Regions from separate parts of the Sus scrofa genome. Here region 2 is linked to region 1. A link is a contact called in public HiChIP or PLAC-seq data. All regions are on one chromosome and are shown on one strand. Each heading gives the region's core, a stretch centred on a gene start, on an enhancer-like site or on the middle of the called end of the contact. The rest is flanking DNA. Distances are from core to core; before and after follow the strand shown. Region 1 overlaps UNC13D (protein unc-13 homolog D). Region 2 holds the start of UNK (RING finger protein unkempt homolog).

Region 1 (6,722 bases), core at 3,781-6,280:
TTGGAAGTCCTAGCCACGGCAATCAGAAGAAAAAGGGAAAGGGGTCCAAATTGGAAAGGAAGAAGTAAAACTATCACTGGGTGTTCATTTCTTTATTTTTGCTAAGAAAGTTTCTAGGTGGCAGGTACTGTCCCCTGGAGGACATGTCCTCAGCAGACACAGCCAAACTGTCCCTTCTGTTTTTGTCCCGCTGTGCCAGCCCCACTGCCTGCCAGTTCTCATCCCTTCGGGCCAGAGAAGGTCCTTGGCTTCTCAGCCTGGGTGCTGGCAGCCCCCTCAGGAGAGGACCCAGGCTCCTTTCATCATGGCTGCTGAAGAGCAGCCTCAAGGAACGGGGCCCTCCACCCCAGTGGCTGGAGCGGGCCTCCCTTTTCCCTAAGAGGGGAGCACGGGCAAGGGATGCAGATAGCCGCCTCCCCTCCCTAGGGGCCGCAGGGAGGACGGCGGGGAGTATAAGCACTGCCGGTGGGGCCCCCATCACCGTGGGCCCCGGCTCGGGACTGCTGGGACGCCCGTCCGCAGTGTTAGGCCGGCGGGAGCGCTGCACTGTGATGGGGGGGACCCGACCTCCACCGCTACCGCCCTGGCGGCGGGTGCTGGGAGGCCTGCTTGGCTCGCTGCCGCCGCAGCCGCACAAACCCCTGGGCCTCGCGATCACCCTTCCGGCTCTCCAGCAGCTGCAGGACTGGATCCCCTGCGGAGAGAGGCATTTGGGGTCAGACCGGGGGAAGCGGTGCCTGGGGACGGCCGGGCTACAGCACTGCCCCGTTCTCTGGAAACAGGATGGGCCCGCACTGGCCAAGTTCACTAGACAGCCTGACAGGAAGAGCTGCCTTCCCCGCCCCGGACACTCAGACCCAACTGCAGCGCGGGCTAACGCATCAAACAAGCCACTCGTGCCTCATCCGAAGAAGAGCAATCACAACACCTGCCTCTCTGGGTGGTTGGGACCCAGTGCCCACACTGACCCTCATAAGTGCTCCAACACAAGACCGGCCCTCCTGCCAAGCCCGGGGGCTGCTCTGCAAGCGTGTGCCCCCCACCTCCACCCGTCCCAGGCAGAGGGATGGCCCCTCTCCCCAGGCAGCTCGGTAACTTTATCCCACCAGAGTCGCGCACACAGCCTGGCTTAAACCTCACTGGTCCTTGGTGGATCCTGAGGTCACGGCAGCTCAGCCACCATCCTGGCTCCACAGGCCTCCACCTCCAAGGAGGCTCTCCTCCAACCCACCTTGGCCTCTGGGCGCCCTGAGCCTCTACAGGCTGCCCCTCCCCTGCATCCCAGGGCTGGGCCTCTGCGCTGCCCCAGGGCTCAGGCCTACCGTTGGGTGCGGGGTAGGTGAGGGGCAGGCGGGTCTGAGGCACCTCGCCAGGCTCCTCGGTCCCAGTCAGGCCCGGCACGGAGTGCAGCGGCAGGAAGGCCTCCCCTTCCAGGTCGTCAGCCCCCAGCGTGTCGTGGTCCAGCACTGTGAGCAGGAGGCACGCCCCGTCCTTGCGGCAGGGCTCGGCAGGCACCAGGCTGGGCGGGGGACAGAGCCGGCCTCAGCTGCCTGCCCCACATACTGCCACTGCCACCCACCCCCGCACGGCCGGACAGCTGGGGATTAGGACTGCAGATCAGCTCGGCCTCATGTGCCTTGGGCCACGGCGGTGATGCCAGCTCTGACTGGTGCTGTGACCCAGGGGGCCTGGGTACCCAGGCCTGCCTGCCTTGGGGGATGGAGGACCTCAGGGACGGGACCTTTCCCTGGGAGCGAGCCTCTTAGCCCAACACATGGGAGGATTCTCCCAGCAGTCCTGCTCCACCTGCAGGGGAGCAGGTTTGAGGCCTGTGCCAGCAAACACTTGTCCCAAGTGTCCCTCCCTGGGACACAAACCCGCTCATCTCAGGGCGCCCCTTGGCCCCAGCTGGGAAGAGCAGGCCTCAGGCGGGTCCAGGGCGGGGACGAGCGGCGAGCGTGGGGACCACTCACAATTCAAAGGTCTCATCAAACAGTGGGTGGAGGTCCTTCTTGTGCTTTTGGGTCTCCCGAGGGGCCAGCTCAGGGAACACGTGCCTGGGCTCCAAGGTCAGCTGGACAAAGGGGTCGCTGGAGCCTGGCAAGTGGCCCATGAGGGGACAGTGACCAAGGGTATCCCGGCCCCAAGTCCAGTCCCCACCCCAGCAGCTATGCCGCCTCTAGACGAGTGAGCCCCCAGGGACTCGGGGGACCAGGGTGGGGACAAAGAGTGGCCAGGACAGCCTCCACTCACCATTGGAGTCCAAGGGCAGCAGGCTGGAGGCGCTGAGCAGCTCCACGCGCAGCTTCTGCTCGGAGGCGCGGTAGGAAGCCTTGACCGTGACGGCCCCGAGCTCCTCGGAGGCGGTTTCCGCCTGTGGGTGGGGCACAGGGGCAGCATCAGCTGGGGCTGAGCGGGGGAGGCGGGGCTCCAGGTGCGCAGCCGGGAGGGAGCCTCACCTGCTGCTGGATGCGGCTGCAGAAGTACTTCTGGATGAGCTCCCGGCTGGAGGCTGCCTGCAGCTCCAGGTCCCTCTGCAGCGCCTGGGGATGGGCCATTGCTGAGGACTCACCTCTGCTGTCACACTCACCCACAGCCCAGCGCTGCCCTTCAGAAGTCACAGCCAAGGCGGGAGGCGGCAGCGAGATGTGGAAAACACTGGGTGCCGTGGGGCCACAGGCAGGCCTGCCCGCCCGAGGCCCGGACAGGGTGGGCCCCGCAGGTGTTTCTCACCACCGCCCCCGCCCCAGCCATTTAGAAGAACCTCACACTTGGTTTAAGGCTCTGCTTTGCCTCTTAAATTGCTTTTTCGGCTGTGCACCCTCGGCATGTAGAAGTTCCCAGGCCAGGGATCAAACAAGCACCACAGCAGTGACCCCAGCCAATGACAATGTGGAACCCTAACCCACTGGGCCACCAGGGAGCGGCCTCAATTATCACTGTTTCTGTCTTTGTCTTTTTAGGGCCACTCCCGCGGCACATGGAGGGTCCCAGGCTAGGGCTCCAATCAGAGCTGAAGCCGCCAGCCTACGCCACAGCCACAGCCACACCAGACCCGAACCGCGTCCGTGACCTACACCACAGCTCACGGCAACGCCGGATCCTTAACCCACGGAGCAAGGCCAGGGATGGAACTCGCAACCTCATGGTTCCTAGTCGGATTTGTTTCCACTGAGATTACACGGGGAACTCCATCCATTATTTTTTGGGGGGCCTACATTTTCATTTTGTGCCGAACCCTGTAAATTAGGTAGCTGGTCCTAGATAGAGGTGAGGACAGGAAGGCAGGCTGCCCCACGCCACCAGCTCACCAAAAAGCCCCTACCTGGAAGGTGGCCGTGTGCAGGGCCTCAGGCGGCAGACCGCAGCCCTCGGCGTAGAAGCAGATCTCCAGGTTCTAGGGGGCGAGACACCAGCGGTGACCCCAGGCCATTCTGCCACCGAGGTCACTGTTATTGTCACCGGTATTATTACCTGTAGTGCAATCTTCAGCCTGCGGGAGGCCAGGGGACAGCTCCGCTGGGAGGCAGCCACCTCCGCCAGCACCATGAGCGTGTGCGTCCAGAGCAGGGTCAGAAGGCTGGGGTGGGGTGCGCAGGGGTGCCGGATACAGGGCGGGAGGACGGAAGAGGAGGAAGTGGAGATGCTCTTGAGAAAGAGGGGGCTGCGCGGGGCCCAGCCCCCCGCCCCCCCCCCACCTGCTTCTTGGGTGGGACCGGGGCCAGGGCTGCAGGCGGGGGGCTGCTCTCCTGAGGGAAGGAGGGAGGGGGATGGGACAGACCATCCCGGGCCTGCCCAACACGGCTCATAGCCCAGGGAAGAATCCTTCTCAGCAGGATGAGCAAACCCCAGCAAACAAGGGGCGGGGTGGCCCCCCCATGACAGAATCATGGGTCGAGAAAGGAGCCAAAGTGAGTAGGATCTCCGCACACAGCGTGGAAAAGCACCTACTACCTGCGGGGAGAGAAACGGCAACTGGGCCACAGTCCATCCTAGTAGCGACCTAAAATAACTGAAATTTCACTTGTCAAAGCGGAGTCAGGCAAGCAAGTACAAAAGAAGTGTGATTAAGAACGTGGAGGGTTCCCGTCGTGGCGCAGCGGAAGCGAATCCACAAGGAACCATGAGGTTGTGGGTTTGATTCCTGGCCGCACTCAGTGGGTTAAGCATCTGGCGTTGCTGTGAGCTGTGGGGTAGGTCGCAGACACGACTCAGATTTGGCATTGCTTCGGCTGTGGTGTGGGCTGGCAGCTGTAGCTCCAACTCGACCCCTAGCCTGGGAATCCCCATATGCTGCAGTTGCGGCCCTAAAAAGCAAAAAAAAAAAAAAAAAAAAAGAACCGAGAGTTCCCTACAACTATAAATGTAATTAAATTCATTCAGTTAAAAAAATTTAAGGGAAAAAAAAGGTCAGTTCCTTTGGGGGAAAAAAAAACCAACTGGGAGTTCCCATTGTGGCTCAGCCATAACAAACCTGACCAGGATCCATGAGGATGCGGTTTGATCCCTGGCCTCACTCAGTGGCTCGAGGATCTGGCATTGCTGTAAGCTGTGGTGTAGGTCAGAGATGTGGCTCGGATTCCCACGTTGCTGCGGCTGTGGCGTCGGCTGGCAGCCACAGCTCTGATTTGACCCTTAGGCTGAGAACTTCCATATGCTGCAGGTGGGGCCCTAAAAAGCAAAAAAAAAAAATTAATTTGGTCAACATACTTAAGAGCTCATTAGGTACCAGACACCGTTCCGACAGCTCTGAGGCAGTGACGGGTAAGTAATGCGCTTGTCTTAGTGCAGATTAAAGTCTGTTTTGTGGGCAAATCAGAGCTGAACCAATGGCATTCTATGGCCTATGATACAAAGAGGGTGGGCTTCCAAGGCCGGTGCCCCACGGGAGCGGAGCAGAACTCTGGAGGCCGGCACCCCCGTGTGGAAGAATCTGTCCTCGTCCCCGCCACCGTCGTGGGGGCCGCTCACAGTCATCAACCACTTCCTTTGTCGCAGGCGCCAGGCTCAGCGCTTGACTCATTCAGTCCTCAGCAGAGGCCAGAACTAGGGTCATCCGCACAGAAGACTTGAGCAATCTGCTCGAGGCCACCCACCAAGCAGCAGTGGAGCTGGAGTCTGAGGCCTGGTCGTGCAGAGCCCGTGCCCTTGGCCGCTACCCCCTGCTGCCCAGTGGCGGGGGAGGGGGGGGCTGCTTTAAGGCAGACCCTAGGAGGAGTTCCTGCCATGGCTCAGTGGTTAACGAATCCGACTAGGAACCATGAGGTTGCGGCGTTCAATCCCTGGCCTTGCTCAGTGGTTTAGGATCCAGCGTTGCCATGGGCTGTGGTGCAGGTCGCAGATGCGGCTTGGATCTGATGTTGCTGTGGTGTAGGCTGGCAGCTGTAGCTCTGATTAGACCTCTAGCTCAGGAACCTCCGTATGCTGCGGGAATGGCCCTAGAAAAGGCAAAAAGACCACAACAACAAAAAAAAGACAGACCCTAGGAGTTCCTGTCGTGGCACAGCGGAAACAAATCTGACTAGGAACCATGAGGTTGCGGGTTCGATCCCTGGCCTTGCTCAATGGGTTAAGGATCTGATGTTGCCATGAGCTGTGGTGTAGGTCACAGACGCGGCTTGGATCCTGTGTTGCTGTGGCTGTGGTATAGGCCAGCAGCTACAGCTCCGATTAGACCCCTAGCCTGGGAACTTCCATATGCCAGGGGTGCAGCCCCAAAAAAGAGAGAGAGACCCTAACTAGAAGTTTCTGTGGGCTGTGGGAGAGGAACACCAGCTGCCTGCAACCTTAGGGAGGGCAGAGCGGCCAGCCGTCTCCCAGAGACGTAGCCCAGGGCTCGGGGAGGAAGGAGGGACAGGCAGGGTTCAGCTCGGCCGAAGGGGAACAGGACAGGTGGTGAGCGCCCAGACCCTGGGAGCGAGCATTTCAGAGAGGCTGTTTGCACCCGCCCCTGAGGAGGGAGGGCAGGTGGGCGGAGGGGGGTGATGGGGGCGCCGCGGGGCAGGCGGCTGCGGCAGACCTGCTGAAGTTCTCCTGCACCAAGTTGGTGTTCATGTAGCAGAGCTCCACCTCCAGGAACTTCATCAGGGGCAGAATGGCCTGGGGAGGGGCGCAGCACGTCCAGCTCTGGCCCATTCCGCTGCCACCCCCTTTCCCTGGCCCTGACCGGGGCAGGAACCCGGGCCAGGAGCCTCGGTGCATATATTTGGAAGGTTTGCAGAGCTAACCCATGACCACAGTCCGCTCCAGCCACACTGGCCTCCCCTATAGCCCTTGAACCTGCCGGGCACTGTCCTGCCTCAGGGCCTTTGCCCATGCTGTTCCCGCCTATAGAAATCCTCAGAGCTCCTTCTCTGGCTTCCTTTAGATCCTGACTCAGCCGTCGCCCTCTGACTAAGGCCTTCTCTGGCCACTATCTAAAAACACAGTCCTCTGACGCTCTCCCATCTCTCGTATGTTTTATTTTTCTCTTTAGCAGCTATTGTTATTGAAGCTGCCGTGTGTGTGTGTGTGTGTGTGTGTCTATAAACACACAGATATGCACGTATAGTTCTGGTTAAAGCTATAGTTCTGCTCATATACACTTACTTAGCTCCTCTTTCACCTGCCCTGCTAGAATGTAACCTCTAGCAAGCCAGGGATTTTTGTCCTGGCGTTCACTGACATATACTCCCAGGGCCTAAATCAATACCTGGGACAAAGGGGGGGCTTTAATAGTTGAT
Region 2 (7,091 bases), core at 2,676-5,175, 44 kb before region 1:
AGGCCACTGATTGGCTGTTAAAGTGGCCTAACGATTGGGTGAATGCAAAGAGGAATGGACGAATCAGAGGTTGGCACTAAGCGGCTCTTCTGATTGGATAAAATGGAGCTATGTTTGGATCCTTCCCTTGGTTCCAAAGCTCTACAATAGAAAGTCAATGCAAATGAATTGTACTGGTCTCTATCAGGACTTAAGAGTCGGGATGGGATAGCTTATTTGCATCAAGCTAATACAATGCAGGAGGAGACGTTACTTTAACGAAAAATTTGTAAACTACCTTCCAATGTAAACTAAAATGTGTTCCCTGTGATTATTTACTTTTCACTAACATTGTGATAGTTAGGTACGTAGTTTAAATAAGAATTAGAAATCAGTAAATTATGTTATCTTACAAGTATTTTATGTATCAGGTATATACATTTTAACTAAAAAGCAGTTCTTTCGTTCGATGGGGTGGGGATGAGTAAATAATAGATACAAAGAAACAAATGCCAGGAGTTCCCGTCGTGGCGCAGTGGTTAACGAATCCGACTAGGAACCATGAGGTTGCGGGTTCGGTCCCTGTCCTTGCTCAGTGGGTTAACGATCCGGCGTTGCCGTGAGCTGTGGTGTAGGTTGCAGACGCGGCTCGGATCCCGCGTTGCTGTGGCTCTGGCGTAGGCCGGTGGCTTCAGCTCCGATTCAACCCCTAGCCTGGGAACCTCCATATGCCGCGGGAGCGGCCTAAGAAACAGCAACAACAACAACAACAACAAAAGACAAAAAAGACCAAAAAAAAAAAAAAAAAAAAAAAAAAAAAAAAAAAGAAACAAATGCCAAGTGATTTTTATAAGTTCTTAGACCATCACAAAATACGTTGTGATTTCAATATACAAGAAGTAACCTTGTGACTTCAATATACAAGAAGTAACCTACTAAGCAACATATTTTTAAAATTATGTAATTCACCTGAACAAAATGACCACAGCAAGAAAGAGAATACTCAGTTCTAAAACAACATTTGCATGTCCATAAAGGCAATTAAATAAGTGCCCTTGTATTTAATAATATATCCTGGAAAGTATTACTTCTGAAGAAACATGACAAATGTATAAAAGTGGTAATACCTACCTTTGCCTAAATGTCTTGGATGGATTTTAATATTTAGGCCTACAGACGTCTCAGTTTATAAAATATCAAAGAAGGCTTAAGGTTAAGACCAGCCAAATAAAGCTCGGAAAATTGAAATAGAGCTTTGGACATTCTACCCTGCAGTTCTTACTCTGGGCTCACTGAATATTTTAAGTTATTGAAATAAAAAAAAAAAACAGCAAAACCAGGTACATGCAGATTTCAACTTAGAGACTTACTGTACATGAATACAAATACCTCAAAAATTTACTTGTGACACCAAAGTTCTCCCTTTCACCATCAATAGTGAGGGGGAAAAAATTCACAATTTGAAAAAGCAGGCACAGGAGTTCCCATCATGACTCAGTGGTTAACAAAACCTACTAGTATCCATGAGGACGTGAATTTGATCCCTGGCCTTGCTCAGTGGGTTAAGGATCCAGCTTTGCTGTGAGCTGTGGTGTGAGTCACAGATGTGGCTCAGCTCCTGTGGCTGCGGCTGGCAGCTACAGCTCCAATTGGACCCCTAGCCTGGGAACCTCCATAGGCTGCAGGTGTGGCCCTTAAAAAAAAAAAAAAAAAAGAAAGAAAAAGAAAAGAAAAAGCAGGCAGGGCAAAAACACCTTCTGCCCAAACTCTGGTTCCAAATTCCTCTCATTTCAGCTCTCTCAATGATAACACTGCACAATATTTACTTAATTCTCCATATATTTAAACTTTTATGCGATAATTCAATGTTAGTTTCTGCCTTCTGCTCAAAGTTTAGGGTGGGGAAAAATTAAGCTATTTCATTCAGGCCAGACCACATAGAGAAACCAAGATGGACACTCTTCACCTGTTCTCAGAACCTGTGTAAATTTAGCCCAGAAACAGGGTACTGGTTCCATCCTGCATAAAAAGCTGTCAAATGTCCTGGGATGTAACCAGAAAAATACCTTGTCATCTTTTTCGACTGCTCAGACGGTCTGGAGAAGGAACGGGCTCCTAAATTAACACCCATTTTGAGTTCCAAGGCTTTTCTTGGAGATCCCAAACCCGGTTCATCCCTTGCTTTCTGCAAGAGAGATGGTCTAGTTACCTGCCCACCTTCAGTTTTGCTAATTTTTAGAGAGGAACTAAAACTGCTTCGGGAGAAACTAGGTATGAATTCACATTCGTCATTTAAGGATGATGAGTGGAAATAGTTTGTCCTCCTTACTTGGCAGTCATACAGGTTATGTTTTTTCTAAGCAGCACAGGAAATGGGGAGCAACTGAAAATGTTGATACAAACAATGCAGAATGGGATGCAGCATCTGGCTACGGTCCTAGTTCCTGTTCTGTCACAGACTTAGAAACTCGGTGCAAGTTACTTAATCTCTCTGAGTTTCGGTTTCCTCTCCTGTAAATTAAGCAGCTTGGATGATATCATCTCCCAATTCTACCCGTACACTCTTATTCTGAAGTTCATGGTACACACACATTTAAAATCCAGCCGTCTGAACTATCTTTCTCCATTCAAATCACACTTGGGTATTCGGGGTGGGGTGGGGTGGGGGGAATAACAGATAAGCCAATTATCTGCATTTAATAGGATTAAAGCAATACACCTCAACTTGTTTCTCCTTTTGGAATTTTTCATCTTCAAACGCCCCTAGTGGTGAAACAATTGATTTGGCCTGTTTAAGAAATACTCGTTTCTCAGCTTTGTAGGCTGACAATTTGGCTTCTGATGTGGTTACTTGGAACTAAATAAAATAGGCATGTGTCAGTCCTGCATATTAACACTTTTACATTCACCCCTTCCTGCTTTGCCCCTAAGGTTACTGGGAATGTGTTTCTTTTACGAGATTAGCATGAGTTAATGTTACTTAATAAGATACAAATCAGTCTTTAAAACAATGTCTTTAAATAGATTAAATAAGGAAAACAAAGTTAAGATGGTAAGTTTCAAGTATCTATGAAGAACTTCATCTGACTGGAGGGAAGCGGGGAGGAGACATTTTCCCAAGTAGAAAGGCTGGCATTCAGAGCAGGAAACTAGGGTAAATTATAATAAATCGCACTCCTGACTCAAACCCAGGCCCTTCCTCTGGACACTGTGATGCTTCTCGAAGCCCCCTGCAACTTGCCAGTGCACCTGAGACTATGCTAGATGGAGATTAAGTTCGTCCTTGGCCCTTAACGTACTGGAAACAAATTGGTCAGGCCAAGTGTCGAGCTGAGAAAGGACTGAAACCGTGGAGTTCCAGGTTTCAGAGCTCGTAAAGGTGTATGGAGCGCCTGAGCAAAGGCGCAGGAACAGAGTACTGGGTTGTGTAGCTCTTCGTTAGCAGAGCTTTCTCACGCTGACTTCCAGCAGGCCGACTTTCCCTTATGATTTTCAGCTTGTTCCCGCTGAACGAGCGAGGATGTTGGCAGAGTCCAGGTGCCTGAAGCTCAAAGGCCCATTGCTCAGGGCGGCATCAGAACCGAGCCCAAGCTTTGCTAAGTATGGAGGCGAGATAATTATTACACTGTTGGCCGTGGAATTACACTTGGAACTGTTTCACTGCAGTCGTTAAGCCCTCCCTAGCTCTGGGCCTCTTCTACTCCAGGTGCTCCAGTTTCAGGCAAAGGTTCCCCCACGAACGGGGAAACCGGCTGTTAAGGAGAGACAGGGCGAGACTGCAATCCCCAGAAACCGTCTCGGGCCCTCAGCATCCGGGATACCGTCTGCAAGGCTCTCTGGGTATTGTGGTCCGTTCCTTTGGCAGCAACCCTCGGCGGACGGTAAAATTCCAGCCTGACCCAGGACTACAACTCCCAGCAACCCTCGCTGCCGTGCGGGGGGTCTTCACGTTCTCGTGGCGCGGCGCAGGCGCACTAGTGCCTCGGCGCGGACCGCGCAGACTGAATAATAAAAGGGGAGCGGCGAAGAGGCAGGAAGACAGGACCATGTCGAAGGGCCCCGGGCCCGGCGGCTCCGCAGCTTCCTCGGCGCCCCCGGCCGCTACCGCTCAGGTGCTGCAGGCACAGCCCGAGAAACCGCAGCACTACACGTACGTAGAGCCCCCCCCCCCGCCGCGCGCGCACGCCTGACGTCAGCGGCCAGCGTGAGTCACGCGCGCAGGGAGAGCGCGAGGCGGCCTCTCCCTCCCCCCTTTCCTCCGTCCCGGCCCAGACCGGTTCCAACCTGCTAGGGCCGGTCCCAACTGCCTCCAACTGCCACCAACCTTTGGTCGGGCTGTGGGGCGGGAAACCCAGTCCCGCCGCAAGTGGGGAAGGAGGGAGCTCGCGGCGCAGAGTGCACACATCTCAGGCCTGGCCTTCGAGGCCTAACTGGTTCTCAGGCCATAAAACCACAGTCCCAGGCACTCTCGGGGGGGATAAGAAGTCCAAGACGCGACCAGGATGCGTTCCTAAGGGGCCAGCCCTAGAACGGCCTATGAATGACCACTAGCGTGAAGTTCTGTTAGGCGACCTGTGTTCTGTGCACAGGAGGCCTTGTGCGTCCCTAAGGCCCAAGTGTTGTCCACTTTGGCTGGAATTTACTTAAAAACATTTGACCCAGGCCAAGTCAGGGATCCCGAAGGTGATGGGGTCCGAATATGTTCTCAGGCCCAACCCAGCTGTGGCCTCAGAGGGACCCCCAAATGCTGACACTGCAAGAGTCCAGTAAGATGGAAAACCTCTTCCTGGGAATCTGCTTGTGTCTAAATGTAGGTCCCTTTCGTCTTTTTATTTCCTTTCAGGGCACTTCAAGCAACTCCCTAGTGCTAGGTACTTGATGAGAAAGAAAGGTGAAGAAGGCAGACCCTCCCTTTAAGCAGAATGTTGGGTTTCCATTTTCCCTGATGCTCTTTGCCTCGCATCTCCTTGGGCTGCCAAAATGTGTGCATGTTTGGAAGGATCCCCAAGTGTACCTCAATCTGGCCGGAGATTTGGAATGTGGGAGTTGAACAACCGTTAAGGGGCACACAGTAATGCTGTCTGGTGACCCAGAGCAAGAAGCGTGTGTTGGAATAGAAAGAACTAGAAGTCCACAGGGGAGCTCTCGTTCGTCACTCACAGAAGTCAGACTCTGTGAGTGGGAAACTCTTCTGGAATAAGGCAAAGAGGGTTTAAGGAAGTGTATTGGTTTCCTTGCGAGATTCTCTGCTATCGATTGAAATCATCTGAAACTTTATTGACTTCAGTCTGACTCATGCCACCTGTAACTTTTCTAATGTGGCCCTTGTTTGGTGCTGGAGTTCTTTCTGCAATCCTTCCCTTGGTGTTAGAAGAATTCAGTGATGAGGGGAGTGGTATGGTCAGGCAGCAGTATGGTCTTCTGCCAACCTCACCTAGTTGGAGCTTATTTTTAATCTCTGGTTGCTCAGACCATGTCTTTCAGTAAAATTTTACGTTTTTAGTAATGTGGGTCTTGGTTTCAGCAGCCTCTGTTTCTGTGTTGGGTTGTCATTGAGTATAGTATGGAATCTGTATTAGAAAGCCTTGCTAATCGTTTTGGAATTGAGGGATGAAGCAAGTCAGCAGCTGCGTTAGTCTCTGAGTCTGTCCTCTTGATGCTCATTTATTTCAGATCTGTCTTTTCATCCCTTGTCGGGTAAGTACAGAGTAATCAATCAGTTTTGGCTCTTGAAGTGGCTTAGTATATCAACAGTAGCAGATGTAAAGCCCAAGCCTCATTGGATGGTTGGAGGTTGGAGGTGTTCCCATCTTTTTATTTTCTGGGGGGGGTGTTATCTTAAAAAATCAGAGATAGAAATTAGTTGTCTGTCTTGGTAGATTTATAGGCATTCAAACCTTGATTTGGAAAGCTTCATTCCCTTCTCACTGAGGTCGTAGGAACAGGGAGCATAAGGACACTGATGATGGCACCAGTATGCTTGTTGGCCCTGGTTTTTTTTTTTTTTTTTTTTTTTTTTAATGGGGGAACCCCTCTGTTGTCTTTAGAGGTTAGGAGACACAAACATTTTAACTTTGAGTATTGGCTATAAAATTTTGAGCTGCCCAGCATTTTTTTTCATTCTCTTTTGTAGCATGACTTTCCAGAATTTGTTCCAGTCTGAATATAATCTTAGCTACTGCATTGATCCCATTGTTGAATCCGGGTGGAGACCCCCTTTTGGGTTTTTTTTTTTTTTTTTGAATGTTTGTATTTTTTTAACCTGTCAAAATATTTTACCTTTTAAAACTGTCTTATACATTAATTATGTTAATATTGTGTATTTTTTGTACCTGATGTTGTTTGAGCTCATGTGACATGTGGTAATTTTGTAATAATCCAGAAGAGATTTGCATTAAAGTTGAATCCCACTCATTGTAATAGTAATCTTGGCAAACACAGTTGAAATCCATCAAAAGCAGAAAAATTGCCTGCCTATTGGCTTGCTTCTCGCCCTTTATTCTTACCCCACGACCAAAGCCCTAGAGTTTGAGCTCTCCTTTTCCTAAACCAAGAGGATTATTCATAACATAGTTTGAAGGATAATTGTTGATATTTAAAAAACAAAACAAAACTCTCGAATAACCTTATTTAAAGGGAAACTTTGAATTAATCCTTTCAGCAAATTGGTGTGGTGGGCACCTGACCTAGTCCCAAGGAATTCAACTCTTAGAAAATGATTATATCAGAATTTCCTCTTTTGTACAGTTCCAGGGTATTTGTTTAGCACTAACTAAAATGATAATGTGCTTGTTTTAGTACTCTTTTCACTGTGAGAACTGCATGAATTCTTGCTAGGTAATTTGTCTTTTTCTTTTTTTGACAGAGACTAAATATAATGCAGCTTTATTCAGAAAAGTCCATCTTATATTTTAGATGAGTTTAATAAAAACAGATTTAAGAATAGGAAATTTTGGAGCAGTTTATGTTCTGAAACGTATCTACAAATTTAGCTGACTTTGACCTTTTTACTGCATAACCATTATATTGTTAAAAGTGTATAGTTGGAGAGTTCCTTTTGTGGCTTAGCTAATCCAACTGGTATCCATGAAGATGCAGTTCCGTCCTTGGCT

The links. HiChIP or PLAC-seq counts read pairs in DNA pulled down with a chosen protein or histone mark.
Region 2: an H3K27ac HiChIP or PLAC-seq map of alveolar macrophages shows a contact between it and region 1. The contact joins the promoter of UNK here to the enhancer-like site in region 1. A contact is called at or near these places in 1 of 5 promoter capture datasets (liver), 8 of 47 Hi-C or Micro-C datasets (blood, differentiating spermatogonia, embryonic fibroblasts and 4 more) and 2 of 2 datasets of contacts at active chromatin or transcription factors (alveolar macrophages and skeletal muscle).

Annotation. Positions count from the first base shown.
Region 1 is chr12:5,582,444-5,589,165 of Sscrofa11.1, reverse strand. It overlaps UNC13D (protein unc-13 homolog D), which reads right to left. Exons shown (of 32, transcript XM_021066615.1): 26 at 6,020-6,099; 27 at 3,475-3,580; 28 at 3,326-3,397; 29 at 2,460-2,543; 30 at 2,254-2,374. Among named protein-coding and RNA genes, the nearest start is that of UNC13D, 12 kb to the right of the region's middle. Within about 2 kb of position 5,030, at least 5 of the 83 cell types and tissues checked have an H3K27ac peak or open chromatin away from gene starts, as enhancers often do. A contact at or near this core is called in alveolar macrophages, where this site is marked.
Region 2 is chr12:5,625,083-5,632,173 of Sscrofa11.1, reverse strand. It overlaps UNK (RING finger protein unkempt homolog), which reads left to right and starts at 3,925. Exons shown (of 15, transcript XM_021066619.1): 1 at 3,925-4,129. The coding sequence starts at 4,026.